2 separate regions of the Sus scrofa genome follow, and region 1 is linked to region 2. Evidence: chromatin contacts called from public Hi-C data. All regions are on one chromosome and are shown on one strand. Each heading gives the region's core, a stretch centred on a gene start, on an enhancer-like site or on the middle of the called end of the contact. The rest is flanking DNA. Distances are from core to core; before and after follow the strand shown.

Evidence for each region. Hi-C and Micro-C count contacts between places; a contact is called where the count stands out from the background.
Region 1: a contact with region 2 is called in a Hi-C map of liver, with 10 times the contacts expected there. The contact joins two enhancer-like sites. A contact is called at or near these places in 4 of 47 Hi-C or Micro-C datasets (embryonic fibroblasts and liver).

What each region holds. Positions count from the first base shown.
Region 1 is chr8:68,283,843-68,290,118 of Sscrofa11.1, forward strand. No RefSeq gene overlaps it. Among named protein-coding and RNA genes, the nearest start is that of GC, 73 kb to the right of the region's middle. Within about 2 kb of position 3,244, at least 4 of the 83 cell types and tissues checked have an H3K27ac peak or open chromatin away from gene starts, as enhancers often do. A contact at or near this core is called in liver, where this site is marked.
Region 2 is chr8:67,745,243-67,751,935 of Sscrofa11.1, forward strand. No RefSeq gene overlaps it. Among named protein-coding and RNA genes, the nearest start is that of DCK, 42 kb to the left of the region's middle. Within about 2 kb of position 2,394, at least 3 of the 83 cell types and tissues checked have an H3K27ac peak or open chromatin away from gene starts, as enhancers often do. A contact at or near this core is called in liver, where this site is marked.

The sequences.
Region 1 (6,276 bases), core at 1,994-4,493, 540 kb after region 2:
AGTCCAAGTCAAGTGGCTTTATCCCAAGGGAAACCACAAAAATTGCAAAATCACCGTTGCTGTTTCATGATGACTCCTAGCTGAAAGGAAGCCTGGAAATCCAATCTCTGGCTGGGCATCCTTGTGCCTGGATAAAACTTGGAGGAATTTATTAGTAAAGGGGATACGGAGGCAACTAGTGGTTTGTTTCGCACTTTTATCCTCTCATAAGGGTATTAAGGCTCAGAGAGGGAAATTGCCTAGCCAAAACTCTGAGGGCTGCTGAAACTCAATTTCCAGATTCCTGGTAGGGGACAAGCTTTACTAAATGTCCCTGGGAATTGTCCCCTTTCCTGTTACTTGCTTTCTGCTGATATTAAAAAGAGCTGTGGATAAAGGTCAAGAGTTTGTCACTTGGTTTCCAGGGATTTCTAGGAACTAATTAATGTATTGGTCCCCAAATTAATAACTTTTATGTATTTACTAATTTGCTTATCAGAATAAAAAGATAATGGTAAGCTTCTCTTGACTTACATTAGAAGAATTTTATCCATACCAAAGTTTTGCTCTCAATCCTAAATCCATATCGACTCATCTTTGCTCTTTTCACAAATTTTCAAATTAAAAAATCAACATCACTGATTATTAGAGATGTGCAAATCAAAACTACCCTGAGATACCACCTCACACCAGTCAGAATGGACATCGCTAATAAGTCCACAAATAACAAATGCTGGAGGGGGTGTGGAGACAAGGGAATCTCCTGCACTGTTGGTCAGAATGTAAGCTTGTACAACCACTGTTGAAAACAGTATGGAGGTACCTTAGAAAACTATACATAGAACTACCATATGACACAGCAGTCCCACTCTTGGGTGTATATCAGACAAAACTTTCCTTGAAAAAGGCACATGCACCCCATGTTCATTGCAGCACTATTTACAATAGCCAAGACATGGAAGCAACCCAAATGTCGACAGATGATTGGATTAGGAAGATGTGGTATATATACACAATGGAATACTACTCAGCCATAAAAAAGAACAAAATAATGCCATTTGTAGCAACATGGATGGAACTAGAGACTCTCATCCTGAGTGAAGTAAGTTATAAAGAGAAAGGCAAATATCATATGATACCACTTATATCTGGAATCTTATATAGGGCACAAATGAACCTTTCCACAGAAAAGAAAATCATGGGAGTTCCTGTCGTGGCTCAGTAATTAACGAATCTGACTAGGAACCATGGGGTTGTGGGTTCGATCCCTGGCCTTGCTCAGTGGCTTAAGGATCCGGCATTGCTGTGAGCTGTGGTGTAGGTAGCAGACACTGCTTGGATCTGGCATTGCTGTGGTGCTGGCGTAGGCTGGCGGCTACAACTCGATTAGACCCCCAGCCTGGGAACTTCCATATACCACAGGTGCGGCCCTAGAAAAGGCAAAAAAAGACAAAAAAAAAAATTAAAACCAGAAAAGAAAATCATGGACTTGGAGAATAGACTTGTGGTTTCCAAGGGAGGAGGAGGGAGTGGGATGGACTGGGAGCTTGGGGTTAATGGATGCAAACTATTGCCTTTGGAATGGATTAGCAATGAGATCCTGCTATGTAGCACTGGGAATTATGTCTAGTCAATTATGATGGAGCATGATAATGTGAGAAAATAGATTGTGTGCATGTATGTTTAACTGGGTCACCATACTGTACAGTAGAAAAAAAATTGTCTTGGGGAATAATTTAAAAAATAAAATAAATTTAAAAAATTTTTTAAAATTAAAAAATCTAGCTTTCTGAGGAAGTCTGCCACTATTTATCCTAGTTAACTTTTCTACATCATTGTCTTTCATTCTGAGATTCTTACACTATTTGCTCAAATACACAAAGCAGCACGTAAGATGACATGGAATACAATCATTCTGTTTCTGTTGACAGAAATCTTTAAGTTCTTTTTTTATAGGTATCTTCCCCACCACTTCCTTAAGACAAACATGGATCCAGCAAACTGAATACTGGGTTTGAGATTTTGTAAGTATGGAAACAAACACTTATATTTCATTCTTTTTTTAATTGTCAGTATTAAAAGTAGTACTTGTCAAGAAGACCTAATTTGTCCCTGTTTTAGTTTTAGGATCATATTGCCTTTGAGTGAATTTTTGATGAAACTTAAAAAATCTGGGGTAGTGTTTCTGGCTCTCTAGGGCTGTAGAAGTTAATAAGATTTTAGTATTCTATTTTCCCTTCATCAGTCTTGGACAAGATTGCTTCCTCTTTTCAGCATAGCAACATTTTTGCCCCACGGAGGATATTGGTCTCACTGGAGAAACCCTGGGGTTATATTTTTCAGAGATGGAGATGGTTCAATAATAGACATATCCTTAAACCAACTATTCAAGATGTTTGTGATTAATCATCAATTCTTTCAAAGGCCCTCAGGAAAATAAGGGTTAGGATAGCATTTGTTTCTTTAGATATAGTAAAAGTAGTTTTTCTTGTCCTTGTCTTTGTTTGTTTGTTTTTTTTTTTTTTTTTTGGTCTTTTTGCCTTTTCTAGGGCTGCTCCCATGGCATATGAAGGTTCCCAGGCTAGGGGTCTAATCGGAGCTGTAGCTGCCAGTCTATGCCAGAGCCAGAGCAACATGGGATCTGAGCTGCGCCTGCAACCTACACCATAGCTCACGGCAACGCCGGATCATTAACCCACTGAGCAAGGCCAGGGATCGAACCCGCAACCTCATGGTTCCTAGTCGGATTCGTTAACCACTGCGCCACGACGGGAACTCCTGTCCTTTTCTTAAAATTCTTAAATTTACTTGTTATATCTTGCCAAGTCTAAGAATAACATCCAGTGCAGAAGTGAGAATGGTGGTCAAAATAGTGCTCTTGATTATTTAATCCCCAAATTAAAACATTTGGAGTTTAATTTTTCTTTTCTTTTCTTTTTTTTTTTTTAATTTAAGAGAGCTTCATTACAAGTGGAAAAAGAAAAAAAGAGAACTTGTCCTGTACCTCTCCTGCCCCTCCCCCTAAAACAAACTTAAAATTTCTACCCTCTCTTCTCTCATCCATACTCTCCCTTTATATCCTCTATTCAGACCTGGATACATCATGTGGGTTTGTCTCTATTTCTATAGGAACCACATCAAAACCCACTTGTGAGACAGGGGAACGGTCAAATGGAAAGTTTCTGCTTGTTTTTACCCAGGAGCCGTAACCAGACTCTGCCTGTGTTTTTAACCTCTGCTCCATAGATTCTCCTGTGTGCTCTGACCCCTTTTATGCTCTGAACTGACTTTTGACCCTTGCAAGCCGTTGAGAGTCAATATGTGCTTCTACTGCTTACAGCTCACAGGTTCAGATCCACCTTGACTTACAGGTCCTGAGCCCCTTTCTGAGTTGGACCGACTTCTACATCTTTTTCCCATCTTAGGTTCTTAGCCTTGTCTCAGCTATCCTTGTGATCTTCTGGACATGACCAGTATTATTTCTTCTTTAAAAGGTTATGAGCAAGCAGTTATGCTATGTCAGAAATTTCAAAAGTTTAGAGGGTATAGAATAACATTTCTGGTTCCAATGAAAGCTTAACAATAAAATTAAATCAACACATTTAATTGTGTGCATAGTGCTTACAGTGCTAGCGATAACATTTTAATATTAAGCTATTCATTTAAATGAAAATAATAATATTTCTATACAGCTAAAATAAATAAGACAATCTGGAAAGTAGTTCAGAGATAGGAAAATACAAGTCTGTTACTTTAGGCTTTCTCTTCTCTTGATCAGTTTCTTCTTCCCTAAATACCAAGGTATTTTTTTTACAGATAGTTGCTACCCATATTCAAGCATTTACCTTGAAAACTTCTCAAGACAAGACAAGAAACCATTATCTGCTATAAATTTCCTAAAGCTGAGAAGGGTAAACAAGTTAGCCAAAGATTAAAGCATTAAATTTGAATTGTGCTGAGTTTAGTTTTTAGAGAAAGAAAGGGAGGGAGAGAGGGGAAAGAAGTCCTCTTAGAGGAATCCATTTAGATGATTAGAAAGCTTAAAATTGGCAGCTGATAATGAAGAAGGAAAAGAAATAGCCTGACTGTTGGAAAATTTTGGTTTAATTAAATCTGTTTTCAAAAGTAAGTTTTTATTTTTTATTATAATTCCAAATTATTATTCAAAGATTAGAAAATACCAAGGCAAAAAGGAAAAATGTCATGTAGAGACTACTGCTGTTGTGGGGGAATTTTAACCATAAGAGGTAACTAAAGGAGGAGTGACATTCCACAGGGAAATCAGAAGGCAGTTCAAAGTAGCAGAGCCCCCAAATAGCCACATTTCCACAACACTGTAATATTATCATTTAATCAGATTGCTTTCCTAAAACCAGCTTTAAAAATGGCAGTGTGGAAATAATTTTGGTACGTGAACAGAGTATAGGATTAGGAATTTTTATGGAGAGAACCATGCATGTTCCAAAGAGAGGGAGCCCTGAACCTGGAGCAGTGAAACCAAATTTCCTCTGCTTGGAAATATTGCTTATTACTGTCAGCCTTGCTCACTTTCCTCTTAGACACTCAGACATTTAACGCTTTTCAAGTCAGTTCTTAAACTTCCTTGTCTTTCTAGTACTCCATCCTACCTAACTCTCCCACAAGCTTGGCTCTCACGGGAATGATAATAATAATGACAGCAAAAGCAACTAATGTTTATACAGCACACTACAGCTTATAATGCTTTCATATACATCATCCCATTTAATATTTATATTGGTATTCTTTCAAATAATATTAAATGACCACCAGCTAATTTTCAAAGTGAACAGAACAATCTAGTGAATTGGTGTTACAATCCTCCTTTTAACATGGGGAAATTGTGCTTATGAAGTGTAGGAAACTTCATTCAGAGGACACAGCTTTTATTTAAACCCAGGATTCAGCTCTAGGACTACCTACTTTAAAAATTATGCTTTTTTTTTTTCCGTGCTACTTTGAATATGGAACTAAAGGGTCAGTGAGTCTGAATTTCTGGGACCTGGACCCTTAGTGTTCTATCAGAAGAATTTGTTTCAGATGGACTTTTAAGCCCTGAAGTTTTTCTGGACCTTCTTTAGCGGATATCATGTACTTGACTCATTTTCGTATAAATATGGTGATAAACAAATAGTGAAAGATATCTTTGGTTCAGAATACTATCTTGCTGCATAAAACCCAAGGGGCTTTGCTAATATTTACAGACAAAATAGTAAATCTTCCACAAACAGCACACCTTAATTCCTTTTCATTATTTTGAATATGTTGCATGTAAATTTCATTAGAGTAAAGCTTTTGTGTGTTTTGTTCAGGGCTATATTCCCAGTATCTAGAATAGTGACCCATACTAGATGTTCAACAAATATTTGTTGAATGAATGAAAGCACCTTGCTTTTTGTTAGCATGGAGGTAAAAATTAATTTAAAGTGCTTTGCACACATCATTCATTCAACAAGTTAAGCCTTGGCCAGTCACTGTACTAGGAACTGAGGATAAAACATAGATTATGTCCTGGTCAAATGATTCTGTACTGCTTTTAACTTGCAGGTGACAGAAATCTAGTACATTTGCTTAATCAAAAAGAAAAGTGAAATACATTGGCTCAGATAACTGAAAGTTTTGAGAGAGAAATGTGGCTTCAGGCATTACTTTCCTAGGGGGTTCATGTGCTACAAGAGATATCTTCTTCCTCTTCATGTCAGCTATTTTTTTTTTCCCAAGATAGGCTATCTTTAAAAGACAGCAAGGAAGGAAAACAATATATCCCTGGCACATCTTTAGCTAATGGTTGCAGACCATTTCTAGAGAGTTGTAAAATAGATGAAAGATGGTTATGATCTAAGTGAGGGTAATATCAATGGGCATGATAAAAGTAAACTAATTTGAACAATATTTACAGAGTAAAGTAGATTAGTAGAGAGGAATAGAGACAATGAAGAAAGGGTGAAGAAAACTACCAATTCTTGAAAATATGAATAGATCAAACAACAAGTACTGAAATTGAAAATGTGATTTAAAAACTTACAAAAAACGAAAATTCAGGACTGATGGTTATACAAGCAAATCTATAAAATATTCAGAGAAGAGTTAACACCTATTCTTCTGAAGCTCTTCCAAAAAACTAGCAGAGGAAGGAACACTCTCAAACTCCTTCTATGAGGCCACCACCACCCTGAGATCCAAACCAGACAAGGATGCCACAAAAAAGAAAAATTACAGGCCAATATCACTGATGAACATATGCAAAAATCCTCCACAAAATATCACCAAACTGAATAC
Region 2 (6,693 bases), core at 1,144-3,643:
GTACCAAAGTTGATATTTTCCTCTACCTCCAAAAAGAGTTTGAGAAAAAAACTGAAATTTTAGTCTTATGGTTGGTAGTAATGTAAAATAATTTTACCTACCAAGGAACGCTGTGGATATATTTTTCTCTTTAAATTTGTAATTATGAAATCAGAACTCTATTAAGGAGACTCCATGTACAATGACTTAAATTCAAAGATAAATTTGATTTTATAGGTCTAACTTACTTGTAAAGAAAGTTCAGGGAAATTTATAAAGTGCTTTATTGTTTGCAAAGGACCTTTACATACTTTATCATTTAATCCTCATAATAACCTTGTGAGATAAATAGTTAGATTCCCTTTTATAGATGAGAAAACGGAGGCTCATAAGCATCACAGTTTGTATGTATTTCTACAAGAGACTGTATCACTGGAAAGGATTCTGTAGAAATGGTGCCTACACAGGAAGGGATCCAGTGATTCTGTAGTTTTAGGTGGGAGACAGTACATGGGAAGACCTGAATTTACTCTAGCCTGGCCTTGAGCAAGTAATTCAACCTCTGTGAATTCCCTGTCTATAAAACAGGAACATTTAAAAATACCCTACAGTATTATTGAAAAGATGAAATGAGATAATGTAGAAGAGAGCCAGGCACTTAACTGCTTAATGATAGAGCTGTTGTTAACCTATAGAAGTCCAAGTGCAGTAACCCAACCTAGCACAGTTGCCACATAGCCCATTAGAGCCATACTTTTGAAGGGGAGCATAATTTACCACTGTTTTTGGTGAATGAGGAAAATAAATGGAGAATTTATTATGTTAAAGCAGAGAAGAGAATTGCATAGAATAGAACCATTGGATATATATTTGAGATAGAAATTAAAAATCACAAAAGCAGTACAGATGGAAGGAAGAACATTGCAGGACTCAGAGTCTCTGACTTAGCTCAGTGGAGGCAAAACGCTTGAGAATCACTTGGTAGTCCTGGGCACACCATTTCAGGAACAGCCATGTATTGGAAACGCCTCCAGTGACCGCTCTTGTTCAGGGAAATGGAGAATTTCAGCAGTAGAGTGAAATGTCGACGTTGGACATGGGCTTTATAGTCTGAAAGAACTGGGTTAAAATCTTGGCTGTGCTACTTGCTAGCTATCTGATCTTGGACGAGTTATTTGACCTCCTACGTCTCTCCTATAAAAGGAGAATTATAAATCCCACCTTGCGGAATTGTTTCAAAGATTAAATGTGTATGTGAAGTGTTTGTTTTTTGTTTATTACTTCCTTTGCCAACAAAAATATAAAATCCGTATGGCTAGGACCTTTGTTTTATCTCTGTTCCTGTTGTATACATGTAATAGCAGACCCTTAAACATTTGTTCAGTGACCAATGAACTTGTCAAAGTGTGTGTGTGTGTGTGTAATAAGACCATATGAATGATATCAGGAAAATAACTTGTAAACTGCTTGGGAATTTGTAAGATTTTTATCATGATCCATTCTTGTCTAAATTTTTATTACATTTATTGTCCAATCATTCAAGTAATTAATCACATACTCTATTATATCTTAATCTATTTTATTTTCCTAATTGGACCATTAAACTTATGGAGAGTAGAGAGTGGTATTTATTCATCATCATCCAGTCCGATGCAGTGCTTGTAGATCTCCAGAATGGCACAAAAATACATGTTGTGATTTATTAGTCCACATAATCAGGAATTTATGCTTGATAATGGTGATTGGTCATAGTAGGATTTTTGCTGAAGATAAGAATATGTTCAATGGGTATTTGTCAGATGAAAGGCTGAAAGTCAATGTCAGTGGACAAGAAAAGGACAGAAAGGTCTGTATGAGAGTATTATATTCTAGTCCCAGGACAGAATGTGTATGTTGGTGGATATTTTGAGCTTTCTTTGATAAACATGATCTCTCTTGGTTCTAGGTCTTTGCACATGTCCCTTCCTGGAAAATTTCCCTTACTTCCTCTTCTTCATTTGCTAATTCCTACTTATCTTTCAGTTTTCAGCTCAGAATCACTTTCTCCAAGAAGCTCTGCTGTTCTGTCTTAAGTCTGGGAAAAAGTATCTCTTACCTGGGTTCCCATAGCACTACATACTTTCCCTGTTACACATATAAAATTATGTTGTATTTTCCTGTTTATTTGTGTTCCCAACTAGACAATAACTCCATGAAGAGAGGAATTGTGTATGTCTTACTCACCATTATATCCTAATACAGTGCCTATTACTCAGTAAATATTTGTTGAATAGATGAATGAAAAGTGACTAATGGAAAGGAAAAAAACTTCAAAATAATAGCTGCCATTTATTGGATGTCTGTTAAGTGACTGGGCCTTTATACAAGTTAATATTTAATCCTTGCAACAATCCAGATGGAGCAATTGAGTTCAGAGAACTTAACTTGGTCAAAGTGATACTTCTGAGATTTGAACCAGGATCTCTCTAGATCCAAAGTCTGTCCTTTCCACCTAGTAATATTGCCCCTCTCAGGCCTTATATTTGTATAAGCTGTTACAGGCTACATTTTTACTTCTTAGGACACCCTTGTGAAGTTAATGTTATTTTCCATTTTATATCTAGTGAGTGGCCAAGTCATGATTTTCAAATTTGATGGTCTAGATCCAGGTTCATTCCCTTTCTGTAATAACACAGCTGTCTCATTATGGCGGATTCAGAGATGTAAGGCATTTACCAAAATGGAGAGATAATAAAAGTTTAAAAAATGATAAGGTGTTTTTGTTTCAAAAACAATAGAAAAAATTTTAGGCAGATGTATTTTAGCAGGGCTGGAATAAATTCTATGTTTTCTTTGTCATTTTTTCCAAGAAGGGGAAAATCGAATAAAATTGGGAATGATTGCTGTTAATACTGTCAAGTGCTTTCTTCTCTTGATATCTGATTGTTTCCTGGCCTCATATTACTATGAGCTCAAAATTCATAGGATTTCTATAGAAGAATCCATTGCTAGTGGGACAAAATGGTGCTGTTTGGTGAATTTAATGCAGTGTCTCCCTACCATTAGCCCTCCTTTTTTTTGAGCTATTAAAATTATTTTTGGGAGTTCCCCTTGTGGCGCAGCATAAATGAATCCAACTAGTATCCATGAGGATGTGGGTTTGATCCCTGACCTCACTCAGTGGCTTAAGGATCTGGTGTTGCCATGAGCTGTGGTGTAGGTCGAAGACGCGGCTTGGATCTGGTGTGGCTGTGGCTGTGGTGTAGGCTGGCAACTGTAGCTCTGATTCGACCCCTAGCCTGAGAACTTCCATATGTCATGGGTGTGGCCTTAAAAAAGCAAAAAAAAAAGTTTTTTTTTCTTTTTGTCTCTCAATTTGAAGTTGTATCAAGTAATACAAAAACATTCATTCATGGTCTTCATTTCCAAAATAAATTTGGTCTCTTTACAAAATGTCTATACTTTTCTACTGCAATTAATCTGTTCACAAGAAGGCCGATGGCAAAGGATTAATGGATCACAGATGAGGAGATCTCCATCTGTGGCAGTTTGTTTTGCAGTTACTTTGCTTGTCCCACACCTTCACATTGTGGCTTCTGCTAGGAGGGAACTTAGCTGGGTTTGCCCTGGAGGTCATTGACTGGCCACCCTTGGCCTAAGACTTTGCTCTTTACCCTCCACCCACAATTACTTCCATTGAGAAGGAAGAGGATCAGGGTAGGACAGTAGGCAGGGTTATATTTTTGACTGAAACAAGCAGAGGCTAAGAACTAAGGAAAGTAAATTAACTAAGGAAAGTAGAGAAGTCTCCCACACATGCAAAAAAGAAAAAAGAAAAAAATTTTCATGAGAAAAAGAACTAATATTTATTTTCTTAGTCCTGTTAGAGTCCTTGAAGCTGCTTTGACACATACAGGTCCCTGGACTGCAGCGCAACGCAAATCTCAAAAAGAGTATCTTTTAAACTTCAAAAAGAATTTCTAAAAGCACTGAAAAATTATAGTTTTCTAAAGCCACAATCAGCCAAAATTTTATTGTAATCTCTTCATAAAATTTTAGACTTAAAGGAAAGACTTAAAAACCAATCACAAATCTAAAAGTCAGTTGTGCTAAAGCAAATATAATTCCAGTGTATGGGAGTTCCTGTTGTGGCTCAGTGGTTAACGAATCCGACTGGGAACCATAAGGTTGCAGGTTCGATCCCTGGCCTTGCTCAGTGGGTTAAGGATCCAGCGTTGCCATGAGCTGTGGTGTGGGTTGCAGATGCGGCTCAGACCCCACATTGCTGTGGCTGTGGCATAGGCTGGCAGCTACATCTCTGGTTAGACCCCTGGCCTGGGAACCTCCACATGCCGTGGGAGCAGCCCTAGAAATGGAAAAAAAAAAAAAAATTCCAATGTATGTTTTGATTATTGGCTGCTTTGTTCTGCCCTGTACTGTTCTGTAAATGTTTGATGAAGCCACAGTTCATTATTTACTTTTCTTTGATCTCTACACTAGCTAAATATGTTTGTGTTTCTGTTTTCTTGTGACTTTGCATTTGTACTGACTGGCACTGGAATTCTGCTGAACAGGTGAGTTTGACCTTTTATGAGGGAGGAAGAGAGGAATGCGCATAACCCAGGCTTGAGTAGGTTGTGGCTGAATGGGAGAAAACCCCAGGTTAGTGTTTCAGAATTGAGGTATAATTTATTCAGAGCAGTCAGTAAATTTGAAACAAACACTTACAAGTTTGTATACATGCATCTAACCACCTCTTGTCAAAATACACATTTTCAGTACCTCGGAAGGCTCTTGGCTGAGGCTTCCCTCACATTACCTGCTCTCACGGATAACCACGATTATAATTTTCCTCGACATAAGTCAGTTTCATCAGCAGAGCTGTTTTTCAGTGTTTTTCACAGAGGACATCATGAATGGGATTATATGAAGTTTGGGAATTGAGAATAAGTTCCAATTCTTTGGGGTGACATAGATAATAATTGTGGTTTCCTAAAGGCAGAAATTCCCAATTGATTCTCTTCAGTTCCACATGGGGCCAGGGGGCAGAGTTTCCCCTTATCCATCCCCATTAAGTCTTACTCGTTCTTTGAGGAACATCTGAAGAGTGTCCAGGTTGCTTAGATGGTTAATAAAGCATCAGTACATGGGGTACACATTAAGAATAACTTATCACAGAATCCTTTTCCTGTGTTCCTGGACCTAAAAAGTCCTCATTCTCACTTTGAAAGGCCTCCCAGGCCTGGACCCCATCCAGGTCTGCTCTCCGTCTCCACTTGTCTCTCCCTCAGCTCCAGGCGTAAGAACACTTAGGGAACAAAAAAGCTGTGAGCACATCCATATTTTCTCTGTCTTAGGCTTAATCCTTTGGGTTTGGGGTCTCTGTTTCTGCTCCTGGGCTCAGGGAAAATAAGAATGATCTTGCAAATCATTCCATATCCATATATGCAGATCTGTCTTTTTCTTAGATGGTCGAATGTGATTCCATTATATAGATGTAGCCCAATGGGTTCACTGTTTTGAGAAATAATGCTGCATAAATATCCTTGTATATGTCTTTTCTCTTATGTGTCAATAAATATTTGGAATAAATTCCTAAAAGAAATTTCTGAGTCAAAGAGGCATACACTTAAAATTTAATTTTTTTTTTTTTTTTTTTTTGGTCTTTTTGCTATTTCTTGGGCCGCTCCCACATCACATGGAGGTTCCCAGACTAGGGGTCAAATTGGAGCTGTAGCCACCGGCCTACACCAGAGCCACAGCAACTCGAGATCCGAGCTGCGTTTGCAACCTATACCACAGCTCAAGGCAACGCTGGATCCTTAACCCACTGAGCAAAGCCAGGGATCAAACCTGTAACCTCATGATTCCTAGTCGGATTCGTTAACCACTGCGCCATGACAGGAACTCCTTAAAATTTAATTTTAATAGTGCCAAATTACTCCCAATAGAGCTGGTACCAATTTATACTCCCACAAGCAATGTATGGATATTCCCTTTTGTACTTGTTGAAAACTTGGTTTTTAAAATTTTTTGCTTAAAGTGTTTTTGCTGTGTGGAAATTTTAAATTTTTATGACTTGAATTGATCAGTTTTTAATGATTTCTAGCTTTTGTGTTATATTTAGTAGGGCCTCCCTACTCTAAGTCTGTGCTTTTTGTTTTTTTAGTGTTTAAAATCTTTTATGTAGCAAAAATTAATTTTGATATAAATGACACAACATTTTTTAATAGATAGCTAACCTACTTGTTTCAAAATCATTTACTTAATAACTCATCTTCCAGTGATGTGCAATGCCACCTTTTTACTAAATTCACTGATATATTTATGTCTGGTCAAATCGGAACTGCAGCCACTGGCCCATGTCATAGCCACAGCAACACCAGATCTGAGCCCCATCTGCAACCTACACCACAGTTCATGGCAATGCCAAAACCCCAACCCACTGAGCAGGGGCTAGGGGTCGAAACTGCGTCCTTATGGATACTAGTCAGATTCATTTCCCCTGAGTCACGACGGGAATGCCCTTGTTCTAGACCTTCTATTCCGTTTTATTCATCTGTCTGTCACATGTTCAGAGGCACCACACTAATTTAATTGGTGAAGTTTCAAAATAAAAATGTAGTCTTGTTCCCCTCTTATTATTAATTCTGTATTTTTAAAGTTTCCAGCCTTTTGGTTTTTTCTTTTCTATATGCACTTTAAATATACCTCACTATTTTTCCAACAAAAATT